Regions from separate parts of the Mus musculus genome. Here region 2 is linked to region 1. A link is a contact called in public promoter capture Hi-C data. All regions are on one chromosome and are shown on one strand. The core of a region is the stretch at or near the end of the contact, and the rest is flanking DNA. Distances in the headings are between cores, read along the strand shown.

Region 1 (4,722 bases), core at 264-2,763:
GCAGTGTCTCTAGCCACCTAACAAATCAGACCATGGTTAAACTCATGAGACTATAAATTGCTGGAAAGAGTAGCTTACTTCTACAACCCATTTGTTTGGTTCCATCAGAAGGGACTACAATAAAATACCTAATATACTTAAACCATCATAATAAGGGTTATTATTATTTCACTTCTTTGGGAGGGATAATAGGGCACAAGTGTGGATGTCAAAAGACAACTTTGAAGGGGTTTTCTCAATACTGTGGGTGTTAGGGATAAAACCCAGGTCTAAAGACTTTCAAAAGCACCAACATCCACTGAGCCATCTCGCAGGCACCATATAATAACTAGCTTATTGCCTACTTAAACGCCATCACTTGCGTTGGACCACGAACAGCACCATGCTGGGCACACAGAGACAAAAAGTTCATTACACTGGAATGAAAACTCGCAAAGCCAATAATACAATAGGCAGGTCTGATAGCACTCACCAGGCTGTATAACTGGGTACTAAACTGCTGGGCAGAGTCAGGACCTCTCCAGACAGATCTTCCATCAAGCCAGCACTGTTCCGGTAATCAGAACTTCATGGTTTTAGCCACACAGACTCAGAACTCCACAGGCATCTCATAGGAGCAGCGAGCAGGTTGAGAAAACCTTCCTTCCTATTCACCTTTAGTAAAGAGGGGGAAGGGGGAAAAAATTTTTTTTTCGCGTGAGCTGAAACCATTTTGTGTGCCAGTACTAACCAAAAAAGGCTGATTAGTATGGTGGGAGAAAAGGAATTTTAACACACGTACCTCCACTTACAAGTCTATGGCTCTTATAAATCTGCTCATGGCATTTTTGCGGTGGGCCTGCCAGGCTGCAGGGAGGGCAAAGTTGTGTCCGATCTGTGCACCTGGGCTGAAACTGTCCCTACGGGGCCCACACTTTCAATCCCTCGACCTCTCTTTCCCACACTGCTCAGGTGCCCACGCCTGGAACCATGGGCATCTGTGGCACAATCACGGGAGGCCGATCTTTGCCACTTCACATCTGACTGCCTGTCTCCAGCTATTCCGCTGTGGGCCTGGGTGAGCAGGGCCGGCCACGAGGCAGGCCCGGACTTGGGAGGCTCGCCACTTGGAGTCCTGAGGATAGAGAAGGATCTGGAAAAATCGCTTAGACGCGGGCAGAGGGGTGGGGTAAGGGTGGGGGTGGGGCGGAACGACATAGGGAAGATTGTGATCCCAGAGGTCCTGGTGTAGGAGGAGGGCACTCCTAGGGGCCATCAACCAGAAAAGCAAATCTTAACAAAAACGACACAAACAAACAAAAAAACCAAACCACTCCAGTACCCTCAGTCCAAGAGCCTCAACCCGTTTAACCGCTTCTCTAGAAAGTTCTCCGCTCCCGCCCCTTTGCAGCCCGCTCGTGCCGCTCCTCCCTGCCCCGCCCCCGAGGCGGAGGGGACCAATTGCAGGCCGGGCCGCGCCAGGCCCGCCCCTCGGCGTCACCCCACTCGGCCGCCGCCGGCGAGCGCGCGGATAGCCGGGTGCGCGAGCCTGGAGCGCGGTTCGAGGTGGGCAGCGCCGCCTTCCGCCGCACGCCGCCCCGTCGCTCACTCCGGTCGGCGGCCAGAGTGCCGTGCTCGCGCTTGCCACACTCTCGCAGCCAACGGTGCGCCCAGCGGCCATGACCGCCGAGGAGATGAAGGCGGCGGAGAACGGGGCGCAGTCGGCGCCCCTGCCTCTCGAAGGAGTGGACATCAGCCCCAAACAGGACGAGGGCGTGCTCAAGGTGAGGGGCCGCGGAGTCCTCGGCTGCAGGCTCATGGGCCTTGGGGGTACCGCGGCCGGAGGATGGGGGGGATTCGTCTTCCCTGCGCAGGCTGCAGCCCTGAAAACGGCACGGCGGCTGCACGCTCCGGAGGGTGCGGCCCGGGTCCGGGAAGAAGCCCCCACTGCAACGCCAACTCGATCCGGCTGCACTGTGCGGCTGAGAGGGGCGGAGCGGAGCGCGAGAGCCGCTGCCAGGGGGCCCGGGCGGGGTGCACGAGGCTCGGGCGCGCCGAGGGACTCAGGCCTCGCCTCCCGGGAACCCCTCGGCCGCAGCGTGCGCCGTCCACCTGGACGAAGGTGCGCCAGGGCTCGCCCACTTGAAAGTTAAACATTAGCTAGGACCTGAAACGGCTCCCGGGAGCAGGTTCCTGGCCCAAAGCCCTTTGTGCCTTTCTGCGCCCCTTTTGCAATCGCCGAGATCCAGCGAGGTCACGGGCTCGGCCATGCTGTGCCCCCTTTCTCGGCCCGGGGAGAGCGAGAGCGATGCATGCCGGGACCTGTAGTTCCTCGCCTGCCCCTCCTGAGTCTTTCTGAGTTGGGGGGTACTGGGTGCTGGCCATGGGGGGAGGTGCATTGCCTTAGAGCCAGCGGCTCACTAATCGCCTGACTGCAAATAGCCCGAGGAGCGAGGGGGAGGGCGCCCTGACCCGGGTCGGGACAATGGACGCCGTTTCAGAGCAGGTTCTGCCAGCAGTCCAGGACGGTGAAATCCTAACCTGCATTGCATGTCTCCCTGCATCCATTGTTTCTCCTCCGTGAGTCCCATTGCTCAGTTTCTAGTGTGTGTGGCTTGTGCAAACCAGAGACCTTAGGGAGCCTCGTTGGTCCAGAAATGCTCCTGGCTTTTTACCTCAACTCTTGCTGCTCCCCGTGAACATGTGGCCCTTTCTCCTTTGCGCTAGGTTCTGATTCCCAGACGGGGTCTGTTCCTCTTTTATCCTCCATTCCTTCGCGGGGCCCTGTACATTCTTATCAAGGAAGCCTTAGAGGATGGGTTCCATATCTACCTATTGGCTCTCCTATGGGGTCACCATATATAAGAATGTTAAGCAGAAATAGACGCCTGCCTATACACGCAGGAGAGATAAAGGACTCCTTGGCTTGCCAGACAGGTAGTTTCCCTTCCCACATGTAGTTTCCAGCGCCTGATACAGAGCCTTTGTGCTCGGCTGTAATCTGGTCCTTCCTTTTTCCCAGTTTTGAGGGGATCTTTTTCTTTTCATTACTCCTGTTCCTTTCTATTCAAACCAGACCCTGATCTGGTGATCCACTACTTTCTATCAGGTTTTTGTTTTTATTTTTGTTTTCCCCCAAACACCTCTGGAGGATAGGGGTTGTCCTCAATGCCTGACCGATAAGTTCTGGATAGTTTAGCAACTTGTCCAAAACCATAGACAAAACTTGAACCCAAATTATATGCAGTTCTCTAAAGCAAGACCTGGAGGGAGATGGCTAGGGAGGTTAGTTGAATCTAAGCTAATCACTGGTATCCATCATTTGAAGACTAAGCTCTCGGACCTGCTGAAAAGAAGCAGGGGGCAGTGGGTGCAGCCGAGTCCATCCAGTATGTGTCTTTGGGGGGCTTATGGGCAGTTGGGGCCCTTCTGCCCACATCCTTAGGTACTCACCTTCTCTTCCCCTCCCCCCCAGGTCATCAAGAGAGAGGGTACAGGCACAGAGACACCCATGATCGGGGACCGAGTCTTTGTCCACTACACTGGCTGGCTGCTAGATGGCACAAAGTTTGACTCCAGTCTGGACCGCAAGGACAAATTCTCCTTTGACCTGGGAAAAGGTAGGCTTGGTTAGTGGGTTGGCAGGATAGATAGGCTCCGAAGTTGATAGCAGCTGTCACAAGAAAAAGTGACGTTCCCAGCCAAGCTGGAGCTGGGCTCAGCACTGCTTACCTATGTTTCCAGCGACCAGAGATTGAGGCAAGCCTTGAGCCAGTAGTAGTTCAAGCCAGCCTTGGCAAAAAAGCACAAACTAGCCCTCACAAAAGAAAAGGCCACCAGAAGGAAGCTTAAGAAGGAATGGCCACAGCCGGGCGTGGTGGCGCACGCCTTTAATCCCAGCACTCGGGAGGCAGAGGCAGGCGGATTTCTGAGTTCCGAGGTCAGCCTGGTCTACAGAGTGAGTTCCAGGACAGCCAGGGCTATAGAGAGAAACCCTTCCTCGAAAAAAAAAAAAACAAAAAACAAAACAAAACAAGAAGGAATGGCCAAGAACCCATATGTTACCCATCCTGTGTTTCCTTCTCCTCTTGTGGGACAGACCAGTTCCTCCTTAACCGCCTCATCGATCCAGCGCTTCCCTTGCTTCTTGAACTGTGTTGCAGGGTTGAGAGATCTTTTAATGTCCTAAGAACAACACCGCCCTGCTTGTCCCCTGGTCCTCTTTCTAGAGGTGTTCAGATTCTGCTTGGGTGTAGTGCAGTGTCTATCTTTGGGGACACTGAGCCTAGAGTGACGCCCCTGCTAAGTGGGTCTTCTTTTCCTCTATCTACAGGGGAGGTCATCAAGGCTTGGGATATTGCTGTGGCAACCATGAAAGTGGGGGAAGTGTGCCACATCACCTGCAAGCCAGAATATGCCTATGGCGCAGCAGGCAGCCCTCCGAAGATCCCCCCCAACGCCACACTTGTATTTGAGGTGAGTGCTGGCCACAGATCTCTGGGCAGAGAGCCAGTCCTTATCTCACCCCAGCGCTTGGCTGCCCTCCAGCCCTTCCTGTCTCTTGAAGACAATGTAGCCAAGCCTGAGGGCCTAGCTTTAGTAGGAGGTAAGGTGGAAAGGTTAACTGGCTCTGCTGCCACCAGAGTGACCAGGAATAGAGGCTTCGGGTTAGAAGAGGGATTCCAGCTGCCCCTCTCAAATAGGGGTGACTAGTACTTTATCCGCTGAAGGGGGTCTGGGGTC
Region 2 (5,208 bases), core at 2,700-5,199, about 21 Mb before region 1:
CCCATCCAAGCTTATATTCTTTTGTCATTTGGGTTTACAAAAACAGTTGATAGTGACACATCATTTAACAGACGTTTGTTAGGCATCTGTGGTGATGAACACTGATCGTCAATTTGACAGACAAGGAATGAGAAGGTTGTAGTTTCTCACTCACCAACCACTGAACACTGAACATGGAAGACACTGAAGTAGCTCCCTAACTGCTGACAGACCAGCCTGACTCCATCTTAAGATTAAAAGCCATCTTATTAGAAGGTCAAGATAAGTTTATTCCCATTTTCTGTAAAGCTTGGGTTTGACCATGTCTTGACCTATTTTCTGGAATTTGACATGTTCCACACCCTTTACCTAACCTCTTACCATGATAGGATAAGAAGCTTTGCTAAATAATTTTGATTTGTTCTGCCAAGTTCCTATGTAACCAAAAACCTTTGAAAACCCCTAGCCTTGCAGTCTAGGGATTCATATAAACCCTCTCTTCTCCTGTGTTCCATGCTATTTTCCCAAACCCTGCTTTAGGGACATAGGCCTGTCTGACAGAAAATAAAGCTTAACATAATTTGACAAAAAATTTGGGTAAAATGCTCTTTACTCTTATCTGGTTGGATTGATACTACCAAGTTTTATTTTATACATAAATGAGAAAGAGTTGGCATCTCTACTAGAGGGTCCCTGAGATGATGTTAGGCAAGGAGAGATAAAACATATGGACACACAAGGAACAAAGCTCAGCATAGAGAAAAGTTCTGATCCATAAACACCAGATATATAGTTTATAGGGCTGGAGATATGGTTCTGTGGTTAGGAGCATGTACCCACTCCGAAAGAACAGTTTGTTTCTCCGAACTAGTGTTGGGTGGTTCAAAACCATCTCTAAGCCCAGGTCCAGGGCATTTAATCCTTTCTCCTAGCCTCTTAGGCAACTGCATTCAAATGTACATACTCATGCAAAGACATACACAAGCACATATTTAACAGTAAATGGAAAAATAATCTTTAAAAATATAAAAAAACAGTTTGTAAAAATTTAAAGAGTAGCTGGGCAGTGGCGACACATGTCTTGAGACCCAGCACTTGGGAGGCAGAGGTAGGTGGATCTCTAAGTTTGAGGCCAGCCTGGTCTACAAAGTGAGTTCCAGGACAGCCAGCTACATAGAGAAACTCTGTCTCAAAACAAAACAAAACAAAACAAAACAAAACAAAAAAAAAACCAGCAAACAATAACAAAATTCAGAGTGCAAAATAAATGTCACTTACAGCTTGTGCTGACTGGTTTTGTGTGACACAAGCAGAGAGAAAGGAGCCTTGGTTAAAGAAATGAGGAGATCCAGTTGTAAGGCTTTTTTATTTTATTTTATTTTTTCAAATGTGATCAGTGGGGGAGGGCCCAGTTCATTTGGGTGGAGACACTCTTGGGTTGTTGGTCTTGGGTTCTATAAGAAAGCAGGCTATGTGAAGCAAGCCAGTAAGCAGCATCCTTCTACTGCCTGTGCTTCTTATCTTATTTTTGAGATAGGATATCACTATGTAGTCTTGGCTGGCTGGACTGGAACTTGCTTTGTAGACCAGGCTGGCTTTAAACTCACAGAGATCCATCTGCCTCAGCCTCTAGAGTGCTAGAACTCCAAGTGTGTACCATTATACCTACACTAAAGTATTATCTTTACTTGACAGCAGTGGTTTGGGGAGAATGCAGGCATTTCCTATGATGTAAACAATACTGTACCTAATAGTGTCAAATTATTTGTCTTGCTTTGATTCCTTGCTAGTTGCACATTATAGTAACTTAAGTAGCAAAATAGTGTAATTGTTTTGTGTGAGGTTATAAAGTCTTTAGTTTTTGTTTTTTGTTTTTTGTTTTTTTTTTGGTTTTTTTGAGACAGGGTTTCTCTGTATAGCCCTGGCTGTCCTGGAACTCACTTTTTTAGACCAGGCTGGCCTCGAACTCAGAAATCTGCCTGCCTCTGCCTCCCTGAGTGCTGGGATTAAAGGCGTGTGCCACCAAGGCTGGCTGGAAAAAAAATTCTTTTTTTTTTTTTTTTTTTTTTTTTTTTTTTTTTTTTTAAACTTTTTTTTTTTTTTTAAGATTTATTTATTTATTATATGTAAGTACACAGTAGCTGTCTTCAGACCCTCCAGAAGAGGGAGTCAGATCTCATTAGGGATGGTTGTGAGCCACCATGTGGTTGCTGGGATTTGAACTTCGGACCTTCGGAAGAGCAGTCGGGTGCTCTTACCCACTGAGCCATCTCACCAGCCCGGAAAAAAAATTCTTAAAGCTGTAAAATTTTATTACCTAAGGACAAAGATGTCAATTAAAGTTCACTATAAGCCCCCAAACTCCTTTTAGGTCAAATGCAAAAACTGTAAGGTATTTTAACTTGCAATAAACCAATAGGAAAATTTAAAAATTCAAGTATATTTTATAAGCAGTTACTAAGAATCCATCATGTGGTGAGCATTGTTTTAGGTGCCTGAATACAAACATAAGGGAAAAATCTTTGCCTTTAAGAGTTGTATTTTAGTGACAGTTGTCAGGTTTATTTATTTTACTCCTTTACAGGAAGAGTGTTACAGAACTTTAAAAAAAAAAAACGTTGAGGTCTTCACAAGTAGGTTTAAACTGTGTTTTAGGAATTGGCTATTGAATTAAAGTAGCATTTCAGAAATATTTGTTTGAATCTGCATACAGCAAAAGCAGTGAATCTTGTCTTTTTTTTTTTTGTTTGTTTTTATAGTTGGTTTCCATACTTTGCAGCAAAGGACCAGTATCAAGTTTTGGTGAAAAAACATTCTCTTTCCTACCTATCCTCCCAGGATCACTGAACCAGGTGTTATGGGTCGCTGGGCTTAAGGAGTATCACAATTATATTTTCATTTCTTACTTTTTCATCTGAAAAGTTACTTAAGCGTCTTCCTCCTTTTTCCTCCCTCCTCATTGTCTGGAACCTCCCTATTCTTTGTTTTCTCTAGATTACTCCCTTTCTTCTACAATCACCTCCCTTTTAGGTTTTCTTTAGAAACATTTTGATGTTCGATTATCGTATATTCCACAAGGAATAGTGTGTATTTTGCTTCCACTTTCTCCCCTCACAAGTGGTTTTTCTGGGCAGAGGAGCTCTTCACGGCTGGAGGATTTGTGTGTTTTCAGAAAGTGGCACCATTCCCACGGTAATTACCACCATGAAATTCGCAGAGGCTTGAAAACTTCAGTTCAAGTGAGCAAAGCAAAACCACTCAGTTATGGGTTGGGTCATGTTTGAGAGGGACAAGACGGAATTACTGAATGGACCATTTCAAAATGCGACTTTATTAAACAATTTATCATCAAAGCCCCAAAGAACGAAAACTCTGTTGGAGAATTGAAATTTTAATTTGTGTGTGCATGTGGTGCGCGGGGCGAATTTGCAGAAGTTGGTTATTGCCTTCAGGTGATCAGACTTGAAAGTACCAGTTGAGCAGTCTCACAAGCCAGGCAGGCCCTGAAAGACAAAATGTAAAGCTCACCTTCAAACAGAGTTTAGGAAAGGCAGGAACAAGTACAAACTGAGTGGTTCCACGACAACTTTCTCTGCCACCTCAAGCCAGAAACTGGGCATAGGTGCGCGAATGCTGCAAAAGCAGCTTCCAGAACTTTCCAAGCTCAGTAGCTTCCTAAGGGGTGCCATTCGGTGAGGACAACGCTCACCTTTACACCTTTCGCGTCCTGCCACGCCCCCGCGTCGCCTCCTTTTCCCCCGGGGGCTGGGGAGGGCGTTTGTTTACGTGACGTTGCGGAGTAGGCAGGACCCGCCCCCGTCCCCGCGGGCCGCCGCGTTTCCCGCGCCTCGCCGCTTCTCCCCTTAAAAGGACAATAGAGGCCGCGGGAACGCGCGCGGACGCCCTGCCCTCTCCCCGCCCAGCCCGCGGCGCGCACGCGCCCGTATGCAAATCAGCTCGATTCAAGAGAATTTGGTCCCGGGAGCCGCGCCTGCGCAGAGGGAAAGCGGAATCTATACCTCCGTTCGCGGTAGCAACTGAAGAACTGCTGGAGACAATCTTTCTGGACTCGGCGCTGGCGGAGGGAGTGCTTGCAGGAGGTTGGCCTGGTGCAGTTTGCACCGTGGGGACGCTGCTGCGCGTGGAAGGTGAGTGATTCTAGTCCGGACATCGGTGCAAAACTGTCTCCGAGGTTTTGTTTTCTGTGATTTTTTTTTTTTCTTTCCTCCCTTTACCTCCCCCGCCTCCTCCGTCCTTCCCATACACAAACACACAGGAAGTTTTGTCTTGGAGATGGCATTGCGGGGAGCGCTGCCCTCGTGCTCTCCGGACTCCAGATTCTTTTGTACAGAGGCGTTGGAGATGCGCTTCTTAATTGAGGAGGATATTTGAGGTAAACCGAAAGTCAGGGTGTGGGGAAAGTGAGTGCAGCGTGGAAACGAACGAGCTGCGGCGGACTTGCATCCACGCTGAAAGTGACAATGACTTTTCTAGGTCGTAGTGTTTCCTGCAGACCCGGAGAGCAGGGTCGGGGTCGCAGATCCCGTGTGGGCTCTGCTCTGGCCAGGGGCTTGGGCTCCGCGTGCACCCGCGTGTTGCGCTACCCCGGCGCTCGCGACGGTGTTTGCACGCGGGTGAACAACAAAGCCGGAGCTCGGAAACTAACTTGCCAGTTCCTGGAGCCGGCGGCCACACAGGCTGAAGGCAGCTGGTGAGGGCCAGCGCCGGGATGGCGCGACGCACGCGGCGTGGCGTTGTTGGAGAAGTCCGCAGGGACGCGGCTGCGACAATGAGCGCGCAGCACGCGGTCTTTGCACTCGGCCGGTGCCGAGTGGTCTCTGCAGCCCAAAGTTCGCTGTCCGTCTGGTCACCTGTAGCGTGGGTGCGGGCGACACGGGAGGGGTGGCCGTGGCCCGCGGCACCAAACAGTGCGGATGAAGGCGGCGGCGCGGTCCGCTGCTTGAGGCACCCAACTCTTTTTTTTTTTTTTTTTTTCCCTTTTTGTTGTGTGTGCTTCACCTGACAAGCCACGTGCTTAGGGCCGCGACCGTGCTACATCTCAGTGTCCAGCTCGGAGTGAGCCGCGGGCTGCGGTCGCCGTCGGGGCTGTCGGGAGCAGGACAATGTGATTTCCTGGTGATGGCGTCTTGCCAGTTTCCAAAGCACAGCGAAAGTCGCCAACTCGCAGCATATGCACGGCGGCGGGGACCTCTGGGCGTTTCTCATCCG

What was found. Promoter capture Hi-C pulls out the DNA fragments that hold promoters and counts their contacts.
Region 2: a contact with region 1 is called in a promoter capture Hi-C map of cranial neural crest. The contact joins the promoter of Sinhcaf here to the promoter of Fkbp4 in region 1.

What each region holds. Positions count from the first base shown.
Region 1 is chr6:128,435,447-128,440,168 of GRCm38.p6, reverse strand. Fkbp4 (FK506 binding protein 4) reads left to right here and starts at 1,513. Exons shown (of 10, transcript NM_010219.4): 1 at 1,513-1,763; 2 at 3,455-3,599; 3 at 4,313-4,455. The coding sequence starts at 1,659. Gm10069 (predicted gene 10069) reads right to left here and starts at 1,412. Exons shown (of 5, transcript NR_028593.1): 1 at 782-1,412; 2 at 473-654.
Region 2 is chr6:148,945,211-148,950,418 of GRCm38.p6, reverse strand. Sinhcaf (SIN3-HDAC complex associated factor) reads left to right here and starts at 3,949. Exons shown (of 6, transcript NM_019643.4): 1 at 3,949-4,127. 3010003L21Rik (RIKEN cDNA 3010003L21 gene) reads right to left here. Exons shown (of 2, transcript NR_144294.1): 1 at 3,999-5,208; 2 at 3,290-3,482. RefSeq lists a cis regulatory region at 3,765-3,771 and an enhancer at 3,752-3,786.